2 separate regions of the Rattus norvegicus genome follow, and region 2 is linked to region 1. The links are chromatin contacts, called in public Hi-C maps. All regions are on one chromosome and are shown on one strand. Each heading gives the region's core, a stretch centred on a gene start, on an enhancer-like site or on the middle of the called end of the contact. The rest is flanking DNA. Distances are from core to core; before and after follow the strand shown.

The links. Hi-C and Micro-C count contacts between places; a contact is called where the count stands out from the background.
Region 2: a Hi-C map of frontal cortex shows a contact between it and region 1, with 2.5 times the contacts expected there. The contact joins the promoter of Mcf2l here to the enhancer-like site in region 1. A contact is called at or near these places in 2 of 12 Hi-C or Micro-C datasets (frontal cortex and prefrontal cortex).

Annotation. Positions count from the first base shown.
Region 1 is chr16:83,245,070-83,249,079 of GRCr8, forward strand. The region is part of intron 4 of Mcf2l (MCF.2 cell line derived transforming sequence-like); the gene reads right to left. Among named protein-coding and RNA genes, the nearest start is that of F7, 44 kb to the left of the region's middle. Within about 2 kb of position 1,417, at least 22 of the 93 cell types and tissues checked have an H3K27ac peak or open chromatin away from gene starts, as enhancers often do.
Region 2 is chr16:83,312,809-83,317,294 of GRCr8, forward strand. Mcf2l (MCF.2 cell line derived transforming sequence-like) reads right to left here and starts at 1,954. Exons shown (of 31, transcript NM_001413769.1): 1 at 1,811-1,954. The coding sequence starts at 1,889.

The DNA.
Region 1 (4,010 bases), core at 167-2,666:
ATATGACCCTCTCTCTCAGAGGTCTGCCACTGCCCAACTTCTGGGTTCACTTATTGTCCTCCCTCGCTGGCCTACACTTTGGTACAGTGCCCCAGAGGAAATCCATAGTATGCCCTGCCCACCTCTCAGACACCTCTGCCTGGAAGTCCTCCAGTGCTGCCTCCCACTCTACCTCCATGACTCTCCTGACCTCTGGTGGCCACTTGATCTTGCAGCCCCAGTGACTGGAGCAGGACAGGAATCAGGCAATGCTTCCCGCAGCAACTGTGACAGATGGCTGGATGACTGGCAAACCCAGGTCCCTCAGACACAAGTTCTGTGTTGTTCTGCACAGACTACATCGGTCCCAGAGCAGAGTTCTACCTTTGGGCAGACTGGGCAATGCTTTAGATTTCATTCTCCTGGGGCTGAGGAGGTAGCTCAGTTAGAAAATTATTTGCTTTGTATCTGTATCTGTAGGGGAGTTCAATTCTCTCAGAACCCACATAGAAAAAAGAGGCGTGGCAGTGCACGGTATATGACAGCATCACCTGCAACCCCAGTACTAGGGAGGTGGAAACAAGAAGGGACTTGCTGGCTGGCCAGTCTACCTAGATCAGAGCCTCAGGTTCAGCCGGAGACCTTGTCTCAAAGAATAAGGAAGAAAGTAATTGAAGAAGGTACTTGACCTTGAACTCACATATACAAACACACACATACATACTACATACGCTCTCACATGTTCACACACATACATGTCTCACATACATGTACACACATACATACTACATACTCTCTTACATACATGTTCACACACATACATGTCTCACACACATGTACACACACACACACACACACACACACACACACACACACACACAATTTCCTTAAGTGAAAGGTGCCAGAGCATAGATTTAGTTTGGACTAGGCCACCTATGAGGATAGGCATGTGCATTCTATAATACATCCTCAAATGTTAGCACACCCTTGAGACAAACAGACAGAAACATACAGAGCATAGCAAGGAGGGGGATGCTGACAGCTCCTAGAAGTGTTCCCTCAGGTGCTTTATTTCTCCATGAGAATGGCTACTCAGAACTTTGGGCCAACTACTTGGCAGTGAGGAGGTGCCTGGAGTCTCAGCTTTGGGATGGACCATCTCTGTCTTTGCACATTGATGGTGACCAGGAACCGAGAGCATTAACATGCATGTTCAGAGATGAACGCGCACTTTTCTCCTGATGGAGGCACTGGTATTTTAGGGAGACTGGATCGTTGGTTCCTCCAGTTTCTTATTTTTCTGGTTCAAAGGAAAGCTGAAGGCATCAAAAAGGAAAAAAGACCACCGCAAAGCAAGGAACGCCAACCCACGAGGCTGCACAGACGGTGGCTAAGAATAGCAGTCATCCCCAAGGCTTACATAAGTGCGGCTCAGCAGGAACCCTGGCAGCAGGAGGCAGAAACCCCCGGGCCTCCTTGCTTTGGTGGCACTCTGAGAGGGCCTGTTTGGAAAGCCTCCTGGAGACCTGGCCTGAAGCAGGCATTTCCCTGAGATTACCTAGACTCAAAACCCAGTGCTTGTGGAGCCCCTAGTTTGGGTGCTGTGCCCACAGTAGGCTGCTTCTGGACACCCTGTAAAGGTAGAATCCTGGAGGAAGCATCCTGGTCTGCTCCACAGCTGTGTGCTGTGTCGGTAGGACCTGGGTGGTCTTCCCATTTCCAGGCCCCACGGTGCCCTCACTGTGCTTCCTTGCCAGGAGACCCTCAGAGTCTCAGAAGGAGGACAGTTGATCCCCTTGACTGGAGTCTTATTTCTTAGTGTGCCATCCTTCTCTGGGGCTCAGCTAGTGAGGCTGAGACTGCTTCCCTCATCGCAAGAATAACTAAGACTTTCCCCCTCCTCCTGGAGACACGCTCAGTCCTCACTTCCTCCCGCCTGTCCCTTGCCCTCTGTGTCGTACTCTCTCACACATGCAGTCCTTCCAGAGAGCCTTGACAGGGCTTCTAGCTACACGGGAAGGCAGACTCAGTCCTAGAACAGCAGCAAATTGCCTTGTAGATCTGTCCCCACTCTGGGGGTCTCAGCAGCTTCCTGCATGTTGCTGTGACCACGAGGGAGGGACCCTGTGGCAATGCTCTCCCTGCACTGCACACCCCGCCCGGCCTTGCACGCAGATCACTCTTTTCTTTATTTTCCCAGCCTGCCCCAGGCCTGGCCTAGAGTACTTGCTTAGACCAACTGCTGGGTTTGTGTTAAGACCATTGGTCATTTCTTATAGCAAGAAAACATTGCAGATCCAAGCGAATTCACGACGGTTTCGCTGGAATAAATGGTAGCTCCTGCTACTTCCTAGCTCTGGCAAATGCTAAGAGTCACAGGGAAACACCTCCTGTTTTACACTGTCCGAATCGATGCAATTTAGGCGTGGTGGTGTGCGCCTACAGCTCCAGTGTTTGGGACGCTGAGGCAGGAGGGTCAAGAGCCCTGACCAGGTTCAACTCAGAAGCAACAACAACAGAGAACACAAGGGGCCATGTAAACATTCAGTCAGATTCTTCCCTTACGGCCACTGTGTTCACAAAGTGGTTTTAAAGACCAGCCAGCTTGCTTCAGAAACCCACTTAGAAACCTCGTTCTAATAAGTTCTACATTCACACTTGACAAGAGCAGCCCAGCATGCACTGGAGTGCGCAAGGCAGCAAAGCCTCCTGTGGGCCAGGTTCACTGCTTCAGTCTTAAACTAGAATGTCTGTGTTTCCTGGGAAAATACTTTGTATTTGGAAACACATCTTCTAACCTGGGAATGACTTACTAAAGAAAACATAGACATCTCAGAGGGTGAAGGACCCACGTTAGAAGGGAAAAAGTGAACTCCCACAAGTTGTCCGCTGACCTCTACACACATGCCACACCACATGAGCTCCCCTAAAAATAAGTAAGTGTAATTTAAAAAGTATACACGCATGCTACACACACACACACACACACACACACACACACACACACACACACAGAGGTGCGCGCACACACGCACATTCACACTGTGATTGTCTCTCCAGACATATGACCAGGTGGGTACATAGATCTCTGTGCAAAGAATCATGTTCATGCTGACCCCATGCAGCTGTGCTTGGTGAAGACAGACGCAAACAGGAGCTGTGGAGAAGGGAGCCTAGGCTCTGAGTAGGTGTGAGCAAAAGTGGGTGAAGGAGGAGAGGCTGCCTTGATGGCTGCTGGGTAGTGACAGTGGGACACATGTCTGTCCACAGTTGATGGGACATCAGAAGCACCTTCCAGACCCTGGGGCCAAGACAGAACTGTGCAATGGCCCTGTGTCTTGTGAGACCCCTCCCTCCAACCCCCCGGGTATTCTTATTATTCCACATCAGTGGTGACAGGAAGGTTACTTGAGAGTGGAGGCAGGGGGATGGGAACCTGCTCATTTCTGGGCACTCCTGCAGAATGGCCTGGGGTGGCTACAGGATGTGCTCTACGAGGGACAGGTTTGCACCCAGACCATGGGCAGTGAGGACCACAGTAAACAGAGTCTTTCATTTTTCTTAAAGAGGATGGGTTTCTTACAGCACCTAACCTTCAGCATAGCAGCCCTGTGGTGGTGGTGGTGGTGGTGGTGGTGGATGACCACCCAAGGTCAACAATGAATGCCTGGCTCAGAGCAGGTCAGAAGAACTCGACACCCTGGGATCAGCTGCCCAGAGACCTTGGGAGCAGCTGAACAATCCCAGCCCAGAGCCATGGTGCTAGTGGACAACCAAGCTTTTGGGCCCTTCATGAAGCTACGGATGACAGGTGGGGACAGCAAGCGTGGGTGAACTCGTCTTGGGAGAAGCAGCCCATATCGAGTCTGTAGGTGGGTGGAACAGCTGCTGAAACAGGATTTCTGCTGCCTCAGTCTTACTGTTCTGAAATAGTAACTGCAGGCTGAATCCACCAGCAAGGCCTGCACCGTTGTGGGTGCAGGTGCTGCAGATGGCCCCTGGAACTGAGGGTCTCTGCATGCTACGCGGGA
Region 2 (4,486 bases), core at 704-3,203, 68 kb after region 1:
CAGAAGGTCAGACCTGCAGCTGTAAGGAAAGTCGCAGCCTCGGCTGTAACCCTGCGTTCTAAGCAGCTTCACCAGTCTCTAGCTCAAGCTTCCAGAACTATCTACCCATTTCTGGCCATGACCTTCACATGCCCCTGGAACATGAACAATCCTGACCTTGAGCTACACTCTGCTAGAAGGGACTGTTGAGGACGTGCTCCAAATGATAACCACGGCACAGACCTACACCACTTCCCTAGGGGTGGAAGCCAGAGCCTGCATTGTGCGTGCACAACTCCTGTCCCCATTGCATGACGTATCGCCCCTAACCATCAGAGCCCATCTCCCCGGTGCCACAGCATGGATAAAGATTGGGTTACGCTGAGAACAGGTCAGTGTGCAGGAGAGACAGGAAGGGTGCAGGTGTGGGTGACATCTCCCTCGCCACCACTGAACAATGGGATGTTCACAACAGAGGGTCCTGCCGACCACATCTTCGGATCTGCTTGAAATCTGTAACTCTAGTACTGCAAAAACATCAGGGGGCACGGGGCCCATCCAAGGATGCTTGGATAAACACATCAGTGAGTGAATGTGCTCCCCTGGGAGCCTTTTTACAAGTTAAAACACACATGTCGTGTCCTTCAGAGCCCATGAGGAAGCCTCAGTACCTGAAACTCAGGGATGACGTCACTGCTGGAGCAATTCCCACGAGTGAGTCCCCCACACCAGCCAAGCATAGGTGGGAAGAGCAGCAAGTCCCCCTCCTTACCCAGGCAGGCAGGCAGCCCCACAGGGTCCCACATTCATCCAGACCTTGCCCAAGCAACACCCAGAAAAACGGGCCACGTCTCTAAGAGGAAGGTGACAGAAGGTATAAATGTCTGTCTTTTCTTTTCACCCATTTATAATAAACAGCCATTTCTGTCGCAAAGCCAGAGTTGTAAACTGACCGTCTACACAAGTGCCAGGAGACCACTGCACTTGATGGCTATGCTGACTTAGTCATTTAATACAGGGAGGGGGTGCCACACCCAAGCCAGACAACGAATGAAATTTTAATCCCTCAGGAAAGTATTACTTAGAAAACTAGATAGCCACACACACCATATAACACACGACAAAAACAGCAACCTACTTTTAATTGCGCACCATTATTTCCTCTCCATGCCAGACACAACTAGTCAGTGGTACCTGCTTCTGCCAGGAGCCCCAGCACAACGATGAGGCCAATGGCGAGGTGCATCCAGCCAGCTCTGAGGAGCTGAAATCTACAGGAGGCTACAGCCTGTCCCTCACAGCTTATTTTAAGTAATCAGACAATTAATCTTGAAAATGAATGTCTAATTACACTAGTCTCCCTCTTTTTAACCAATAAAATATTTTCAAACATTTGCCTTAAGGCTGGACAGTGCATGGTGAGGATTTTTCCCATAATTGAACATCCTTTGGCTCCCATTCATCCCAGTATCTGAAGGCTTGGACCCTAGGCCATTCTGGGCTCATAATTCTATGGCCACCGCAGCAATGAGGTGATGTTCCCAAGCAGACTTGCAGACTCCCCCACAGGCAAATGACTCCGCATACAAGCTCTCATCTCCTAGAAAGCCAGTGCTACTGATCTGTAATTCCCAAACTGTGTCAGGCAGAATAAAATCACCCTGTCAATCCACAAAGCCGATCAGATGTCAGAAATGCCCATCACGGCTGCTTTTTCTGCTAGGGGAAAGTGAATGAGCGCGGCTATACAGCCATTAGATGCAATTCTCTACAATTCCACAAATGATGCCAAGCTTAAGAATATATAATCAAGGCCAGCGGCTCCTCCTACCAGTGTTCTTGGAAACCGCGTTTAATCTCTGCACCATTTCTTCTAGGGCCATCTCTTCATTTCTCAGCCAAAACCTCATTCTCCGACTCAACAAAACCGATCCCCAGAAGATCGTCCTCCGCTGCACCAGAGGTGCTGTCGGGTGGGGCTGAGCGTGGGGAGGGGGCGCGGCTGGAGCGGGGAGGGGGTTGTGGCGCTTTCCTTGGCTTCCCAGGATTGGTCTCCGCGCCACAGGGAGGGGGGCGCGCTTTGCGTTGATGGGGGAGCGGGGGGCGCTAGGCGGAAGCGGAAGCACTGAGCCTGCCGGGCGTGTCACCACCCCGCACCTGGAGTCATGCGTGTGCACCACCTGAGCACCTGGGAGGCTAGTTTGCATCAAGGGGGCATCTGAAAGCCCCGCTACGCAGGCGCACAGGTCCGCCCTTGCCCCCCCCCCCCTTTTCCCTAGGGCTTCTGTCCTCTGGGGTTGGAAAACGCTGCTGCAGGGACGCTGTCCCAAACCACCCAAAGAACACCAAGCCTGAGCTCAATGCTCCCTTTACTTCCTGCCCCAGGCCCCCTTTACCTCCTGCCGCTGCCGGGCAGGTGCAGAGGCCACAGCAGCCCAGAGCGCGCTCCCCACGAGGTCTCATGCCCAGGTAAGAGGAGTCGGTGGGTAGCTGGGGCAGGACTTGACTCTCCCCGCAAGGACGGTGCCAGACCTAAGACACAGGTCTGCGAGAAGGAAGCTCAGCTGTAGGCCCAGGGCTCTCTAACCTCGCCATGTTTGGCAGAGGGCCACATTCTGCATCTGACACCACGAGCTCCACACCGGTTCCGGGCTTTTGGTGCACAGCATACTGTTGCAATGCACAGGGTGGTGCACACCAGCCCCTCCAGCTGCTGGCCATCTTTTTATTGTTTGGTAGGACAGGTCGCATGCTTCCTAAAGAGATGGAGTGTTTATAAGAGATTCGAATTTTGTACAGGGCTGGAAAAGTTCACACTAGTTCATGCCAGCGGGATGAGTGCCATGGCCCCGTGGTTTTCAGTAACACGTGTGAGCCCCAGGACCACAAACTCCAATAACATGAGTATATCAGCACCATGGTGTGCAACAATGCAAACATGCACCAACATGTATATGTACCAGCACCATGGTGGCCAGCAACATGTATGTGACAACATGTTGTACATGCAGTAACATACATGTGCGCCAAGACCAATATTTAAGATTATATGCATCGGCACCACATTGGCCAACATATGTGCTTCGACACTATGGCTCCGTAGACTGTGCTGTATCCCCACAGTGTCCAACATGTATGTGTCAGTAGCCATAGAGACGATTGCGTGTGCCCTAGGACCACAGCTTCCAATGACATCCATGTGCTCCAGCATGAACATCCTGGCGTCAGACACGTATGTACCAGGATGCCATGTCAACAGTGTATATGTTGGGTTCAGCACTGAACTAAGGATCAAGACACAAAATGTCAGATCTCCCAGTTTTGTCCTCAGAACTCAGGGCCTGGAAGGTAAAGATCCGTAAAATAATTGCCATGCTAAAGTCCCCAAATCAATGTGTAATAACAACATATAGATAAAATGTAAGATAATAGAAATTATTGCTTTTCTGAAAACTAAGCCCTCGAACACCGGAGGTGCTTTGGTTTTAAATAATCTCATGGAGCAAAGGAAGGGAGACTTCAGAGGTGTGGCGTAGATGCAGTGAGTCACCACATGGACAAGCAGACCCCAGCTATGCAGCGCTGAAACCCTGAGCCTGTGGTCCCAGGCGTCGGGTCAGTTAACACTTGGACACGTGTGTCATCTGAAAACAGACTCTGGGGAACTGAACTTGCCTGTGCCCTCGGCTCCAGAACCTTCTCTGCTAGCCCCTGCCCCATGCATGCCAAGCTGGGGGCTCCAGCCTCAGAGAAGCCGTCACCAGGGCAGTGCTGAGTGTAGGCCCTGCCTTCCACCAGCCCCACAGGGACAGGCCTATGTCTTTCTAAGAGTGTTTCTGAGCAGCCAGGCTTCCTCGGGGCAGACCCCCAAGGTCTCATGGCCTGTGGGTGGATCTGGCTTGTTGTGTGCACTTCCATAGAAGTCATCTGGTTCACGCTCTGACAGACACTGCTGACATCATCCCATCTCAAAGCCAGAACCAAAGGGAAAGGTGACAGCGTTTGCCTCCTGTCCTAACTGCCCTGTGGACGGAGCATCCCGGAGCGCCTCTGTGTTCTGTGCCTTCTCGGAAGCACACATGGTAGGCACTGACTCCATTCTCCTGGTGGCGGACATGCAGTGTGGCCCTCTCCCTGTCATGCTAAGGAACCTGCACTTAGGGAACAGATGGGATAGGGATGCAGGAGACCAAGCTGCTTGCCTGGAGTCACAGAGCAGCAGAAGCAGGAAGGGCCGGTGTCCCTGCCTCGCTCTGGCTGTAGGTGCAGACATGAGTCATCATCCTTGGAGTCTTCAGCCTTCCTCTTGAGCCACCTTGAGGGACGGTCAGTGTGGAAATTGAACTTGGCAGGGTCTAGGGTTATTGGGTGACAAGCCTTTGAGGGAGTTTCTAGACCGGGCTACTTAAGGCAGGAAGAACCCTCAACTGTTCCTGAGCTGGGGTCCTGAACTGAGTACAAAGGAGATGTGCACCCAGCACTCCTGGTTTCTGACAGATGCAACACG